Linked DNA regions of Zea mays: region 1 is linked to region 2. The links are chromatin contacts, called in public Hi-C maps. All regions are on one chromosome and are shown on one strand. The core of a region is the stretch at or near the end of the contact, and the rest is flanking DNA. Distances in the headings are between cores, read along the strand shown. Region 1 holds the start of LOC103641500. Region 2 holds the start of LOC100272887.

The links. Hi-C and Micro-C count contacts between places; a contact is called where the count stands out from the background.
Region 1: a contact with region 2 is called in a Hi-C map of leaf, with 3 times the contacts expected there. The contact joins the promoter of LOC103641500 here to the promoter of LOC100272887 in region 2. A contact is called at or near these places in 13 of 25 Hi-C or Micro-C datasets (bundle sheath, ear, endosperm and 4 more).

Annotation. Positions count from the first base shown.
Region 1 is chr10:101,908,533-101,912,053 of Zm-B73-REFERENCE-NAM-5.0, forward strand. It overlaps LOC103641500, which reads left to right and starts at 1,832. Exons shown (of 22, transcript NM_001365042.1): 1 at 1,832-3,068. The coding sequence starts at 2,236.
Region 2 is chr10:101,758,396-101,761,865 of Zm-B73-REFERENCE-NAM-5.0, forward strand. It overlaps LOC100272887, which reads right to left and starts at 1,960. Exons shown (of 3, transcript NM_001147340.1): 1 at 1,417-1,960. The coding sequence starts at 1,919.

The sequences.
Region 1 (3,521 bases), core at 582-3,081, 150 kb after region 2:
CGGTGCGCCAGGCGACAGAAGGCAAGAATTGCCTTCCCTGATTGCTCTCAACGGCTCCTAGCTGCCTTGGGGCTATAAAAGGGACCCCTAGGCGCATGGAGGAGAAGACCAAGCATTCCTTGAGCACTCTTGATCACTCACACTCCATTCTTGCGCACTTGTTCGACATTCTAGTGATTTGAGCTCCGTTCTAGTGTGCTAGTCTTTTGAGCTTAAGTCTGGGTCTTGTGTGTGCGTATTTGCTGTGATCTTTGTGTCTTGTGTGAGTTGCTAATCCCTCCCTTACTCCGTGCTTCTTTGTGAACATCTTTGTAAGGGTGAGAGACTCCAAGTTGTGGAGATTCCTCGCGAACGGGATATAGAAAAGAAAAACAAACACCGTGGTATTCAAGTGGGTCTTTGGACCGCTTGAGAGGGGTTGATTGCAACCCTCGACCGTTGGGACGCCACAACGTGGAAGTAGGCAAGTGTTGTACTTGGCCGAACCACGGGATAAACCACTGTGTCTACCTGTGTTGATTCTCTTGTGGTTATTGTGTTTCGCTAAGACTCTTCTCTAGCCACTTGGCAATACTGTGCTAACGCTTAACCAAGTTTTTGTGGCATTAAGTTCAAGTTTTACAGGATCACCTATTCACCCCCCTCTAGGTGCTCTCAGTTATATATGGGCTCAAGTGTGCTAAATCACTGCCAGCCGGGTGGTTTTCATACTTGATCTCTTATAAATCTGGTCGAGTCGTCGCACCGAGCCTGTTCGCTTGGCTTTAATCCGTACTGGCTTCTACTGTTTCTACAATGTTTTTGTCTTTATGAATCACAACTGTATCAGTCCGAACAACTGACTTTTATCCAAAACGAACAACCCCACCAATCAAAAGTTTAGGGCTCAGACCTTGTTTGTTTACCCTCTATATTATATAATCCAGCTTAAATAAGTTAAACGGTAAACGAACAACACAAATCTAGATGTCTAAATTATGATAATTCATAAGCTGATCTTATATAATCTATAAGCTAGTTTATATAGTCCTAGACACAAACAAACAACGACTCAAACAACACAATCATATATATCACAAATATATTTTACCCACAAAAAACATCATAAAATCCAATACGAAATAGGGGACTACGGGCATGTTTGGTTCAACTTTTTTCTGACCAGCTTTTCTGAAAATCTGGCTGTGGGGAGAATCTGAGTATCATTACGATTATGTGTGAAGGAAGATAAAGTTGTTCATAGGGATCAGGATCTAGAAAATGACGGATTCCTACTATTACAACGACTAAACCGATTATATGTTTATATTGATTTTGGATGGTTTTTGTTCCAACGAATTTTATAGAAGCTGGCTAAAAAGTTGAGCGTTTGACAGTCCACAACAGTTTTTGGTGGCCAGAAGCTGCCAGAAGCCGAAACAAACAGGCTTTAGGATATAAGAGATCTGTGTCCCAGTCGTAGCCGGTAGCCGGTTGCATTGTTTTAAGATTGATATTTTGACTTATCTGGAAAAGATAATCAAAACTAAAAGAAAGCTCCCGACCACTCTCCAGCGATGCAGCCCGTAGTCTAGAACCACACGCCACGGCCACGCCCGCCGAGCTCACCCGTACCCGGGATCGCGACGGAGACCCCACCGCGGCCAATTTTATTTTTCTCGCGGGAAGGAAGAAAATAAATTCTCGCTCACGGTCACGGGCTCAAGGTCACGGCAGTCAAAATGGAAGATAGGGATGAGGAGCAGAAGAGGAAACACAGCGTGCCGTGGACTCATCTCTCGCTGGCCGCTGCTGCAGCTGCGGAGCTGCCACTGCCTCCGCGGGCTCCACCGGGGCAAATCGCCCCTGCTGGAGAGGCTGGAGCGTCTCTTCGCCTTCTCTCTCTACTTTCTCTGTCCTCGCCACTCACAAGTCCTCGCCAGCGGCAGCAAGCACACTGCGCTTCCTCTTCCGCTCCCTCCACTGTGTGACTCGCCCATCATCCATCACCCTCGCCGTGCGCGCGCGGGCGCTAGGCTTTGGAGATCTCTCGCTTGGCTTCCGAGATCCGCGCCGATCCGCCCGCCGCCGCATTCTCCTCGGGCGTGGCGGTTGCGTGCGCCGCCGCCGCACGATCCGTTTCCTTCCGGCGCTGAATCGGGGGACGCTGCCAGCGAGCGGGGCGTTCCGGTTTCTCTGCTCGCTTCCGCGCTCGTGGAGCAGAGCAATGGTTCGGAGTGACCGGCGGCAGCGACGATGAGGTGCGTCGCGTGGTGGGCGGTCCTTCTCGCGGCCGCCTCGTTGGTTGGCGCTTGGGGGAACCACACTGTATCGGCGCTCACGTTGGTATCGGAGACGTGGTACGATGACCGCTTGGCGCTGGTTCCTGTTGAGTTTGGCGGCGGTGACGGCGAGGATGCCGCGGGGCTTCGCAGTGAGCTCCCGTGCCAGACATACTCCGCGAACTCGAGGTCCTGCGAGGAATTGAACGGCTCCGGGTCGTTCAACACCACCTGCGTCATAAGTTCCAGCTCTTCGCTGGACGGTGATCTGTGCGTATATGGCGACGGGAGTGTGGAGATTCGGCCCCATGTCAAGATCATCTGCCCCTTCAGGGGGTGCTACATCACCGTCAATGTCTCAGGGAGCGTCAGGATTGGTGAGCATGTTGAGGTGATTGCAGGGTCGGTAAGCCTGTACGCGGCCAATGTGTCGTTGGATCACCACTCCACCATCAACACCACTGCACTCGCCGGTGAGCCTCCTCCTCAGACGAGTGGGACGCCGCACAGCCTGGAAGGGGCAGGTGGTGGACATGGTGGGAGGGGTGCATCATGTAAAGTGTCAAATGACACCAACTGGGGAGGTGATGTGTACGCGTGGTCGACATTGGATTGGCCTTGGAGCTATGGCAGCATGGGTGGCAGCATGTCCGCCGGTCAGTTTGGAGGGTACGGTGGAGGCCGTGTCATGCTTAGGACATCCGGCTTTCTGAATGTTGATGGACAGGTGCTTGCTGAAGGTGGTGTTGGCAGTCTCAAGGGTGGCGGCGGCTCTGGGGGAAGCATTATAATACATGCTTTCAAGCTGTAAGATCCATGTCACCCAAACTTCTATCTGTTTTTACTATGAGTTACCAGGGCAATCTAAATTCTTTGGAGAGTTAGAAACCATGTTCTGTTTAGTATTGGAATACTCCACTAACTGATTCTGCATTCAGCACCAGTGCGAGAAAAGCCACTGCAATCGTTAGGCTTCTGACAATGTCACTCCAAATTTTTTGGGACTCTTTAACTCCAATATATCACTCACCTTGATGTATAGCTAACTTTGGGCCAAAGTGGCTTTGTTTTTCTTTTCTTGACCTACCTTTGATGTTCTTGCAAGTTATGAAATCTTCATTGTGGTCATCTTGGCTCGTTCTGTACTGTACGTTATGTTTTTTATCTTAGTTGGGAGTATTTCCAGCTTGGTATTACAAGCACGAAACTGTTTGCAGTTAACTACGAAGAAGGGCTTGTTCTTTGCTTTATTCAGAGAGC
Region 2 (3,470 bases), core at 710-3,209:
TTGCTTTAAGCTTGCCTTAGGCTATTCTCAATGGTGGTTTCATGCACATTTAATAGTGCGACATATCATATTTTTTGATGATATGACATAGTATTTAATTGGATTGAGTTTTATGGGACGAGAAAATTAGTTTCATTGGGATGAAATCATGTCAACTTCCAAGGTCTTGAAAACCATGTGAAACCTTCATTAAGAGTGATTTGTTCCATCTTCATATGTTTTACTAATTACAATTGGCTATTGAGTTGCAACATTTAATTGGTATGTTAGTATATAAAATAGTAAAGTGAAATATTGCATTGAGAGGTATTGTTTCATTTATAGTTTTATAGTACTTTTGATGATGTATCACAGTTGGAAAGAGTGCTACCAAATTACCATTGAAATAGTCTTACTGCAATCCTTATCAATATAAGACTCCTGCCTGTTTTGTTTTCGAAAAAAAATCCGACAAACCGGCAAAAGCAATATTAAGAAGTGGTTGGCTGGTAAGTGGTCTGACAAGGATGTCACAATGATGTGCGGCGTGCCATCGTATTTCACTCATTCCAATCTAAAATGCAAGATATTTTAACTTTTCTATATATTTTTTTTGTATATATATTATATCTAGATGTATAATAACAATAATACATACGAAATAAAAAAGACTTATAATTTAGAATAAAAATGTTAGTTAAAAAATAAAAAAAACCACTTAAGAAGTGTTAACAAAGTATCCAAATTATTTTATTATTTGAAGGTTAGAAGTAGTCTATATTTATTTGACAAGTATATGACTAGCTAGTATTATGGGTATACTACAAGTCTACAAGTATTCACTCAAGAAAAAGAACGCAATGCAAATAAAGTATTTTTTAATATAATCATTTATAGTTATATTTATTTGACGTTATAAATAGACCAGCATGAGTGATAGATGCGTGTGTTTGGACTTAGAAACTATCCACGTAGCAAAGCTATCCTATTTTCTACTTTCCCATTGAAATCTTGTTCGATTATTCCTATCTTACAAAGATTAGATGAGATTGAATTTAAAAAAGATTTTAACTTACTATGGATATAAACCCATCCATTCTCATCTAATCTACATGGATTGTCACCGAAACGAACAAAATTTGCTAGCAATTCAAAGCGAATATGTTGCCGGTGTAGACTAGTAGTTTGGTATAGCCATTTTCTATTATTCATTTCATTAAGCACATGCTACATAGAGGATCGTCCGAACGATCTAACCATGTTTATTTTATTATTAAGCGTTGCTTGCTCCTAGATATCTTAAAGCCAGGTAATTGAAAAACGAAACCCTGCCTTGACTAGACGAGGCCGGCAGATCTCTGAGAAGGCCGTACAGATCTCAGGCAGGCTATGGAGAGGGCAGTACAGACAGACTATCTATAGAGAGAAGATGCTCACCGGCAGATCTCCGGCAGATCGTCGGCGGCGGGAGGGTCAGGTGCCATCCGCAGGTAGACCGTGTCGCGCCAGTTGGCCACGGGAGACTGGTACAGGTCGAAGTTGCAGTGGTACTTGACCGCCCTCCCGGGCTCTCGCGAGTAGAGCCGCGCCTTGTCGCTGCCCTCCCCGCCGTCGGCTTCGTGGAACGCCCGCATCGCCGCCACGGCTGCTGACATCACCTGCTCGGGCACCGCGTGGCCCGTGACCTGGAAGAACCCCCACCCCGCCGCCGCCCCACGGACGGCGTCGATCACGGCTGCGCGGTCGCCGCTGAGATCGATCACCGGGACGGTCGCCGCCGCTGGCGGTTGTTCATGGTGGAGTAGCTCCTCCGGGTAGGGGACGCGAAAGATGCGAGGAACTTGCTTCGCACCAGACGCTACAAGGCCGCGGACGCCGGCGAGGGTGTCGTCCAGCGCGCGGAGCTCATCGGCGCGGCCCAAGGCGGCGGCGACGGACATATGCGTCTGCTGCAGGTTGCAGCTACAGCTCTCGATCTTGGAGGAGCCGTGTGCCGGTGTGCGTCTTTACTGTTTTTTTAAACACAACTAGCATACACAATTGGATTTCATGATATTGATCGAGAATGATGAGGTGGTACCCACAATCCACAATGCAAATCAATGGCTGAGCGAATTAAACCGGTTGATCCTCCAAAAAAATACCAATAATAAATAAATTTAATATCAAAGTTAGCATATTATCTATAGACCAGATGTTAAATTGATAATAATAAATATTACACTTATTTTAGCTCATCCTTCTTCAACTAACGAGGTGTGTATAACTTCCTTTTGTATTGGGCTTGATGGCTTCTTACGGTCTATATATGGTATAACAATCTTGATGACTTATAACTCAAGACATTGACTCCATATAAACACATGGTATGACTGCAGGTTTTAAAGATCCATAACATCTTCCACTGAACCTATGCATTTTTATTTTCTCTTAGACACACACATTAAACACACAATTCATGTACAGATAGAACCATAAAGATGTCTCTGGCTATTGCACAATAATCCGATAGAGAAGAAAATATGTCTCAACAATTATCAAACAGAGGCCATGCAGGGGTTCATGATGCAGCACGCATGGGCCATGTATGAGTTGAGTGCTATCCAGTATTGTCTTGCGTCATGCACGAGGGGTGGTTAATTCCGATCCAGCTACAAGAAACAGATAAACTAATGAACCAAATGCCTTGGACAATAGCCATCCACCGCGTATCTGTCGTCCATGCTTTGCATTGAAAGACCACCAACCATCTCTATCTCGTTCTCAACTGGCCTAGCTCTGGCGAAATAGTACACGCTCAGCTTCGAATGGAGCTACAATAAAATGCTCGCCAAGGACCCATCGCAAGCGCGCGACAACCTTATAGCTCCTCACTCCTGAGGAAGCACTTCTCCTAGCCGCTAGAAATGACTTGTGACACTTCGTCTCTCTTCTCCGCCAAGACGTTCATGACGATGGTGCTCATCATGCTCATCGGTTACGACAACACTACATGCCACCCCGTGCGGCATCTTGCTCATGCCATCATCCCCCCCGTCGCTCCTTTCACCGTCCTAGGCATTCCTATCGTGTCGAAGCCGCCGATCCTGCCCGTGGCCACCCTTCCACTGATGCTCGTCATACCGACGGTTCCCGCGGTGGGCATTGTGCCATAGATCCATGTGGTGTCGAACACCGCCGCGCTGCTCCCTATGCTGACTATAGTACCTGCCGTCATGCCAAAAGTGACGTTGCTGCCAATGCCCGTCGTCATGTCGAAGGTTGGCGCCTTGCCGCCAATACCCGTCGTCGTGCCTAAGGTTAGTGACTTGCCGCTGATGCCCTCCGTGTGGCTCGTGCCTAACCGCCGATGCCCTCCATCCCGGTAGCGTCGGTCTCCATTAGGTCCCATAAACGCGACACGAACTCGGTGGATAGGTCTGTGAAGATGCCCGTAGAGTCAGTGAGCCAGAAAATCAGATGTACGTATGTGCATACCTTGGAGGACGTAG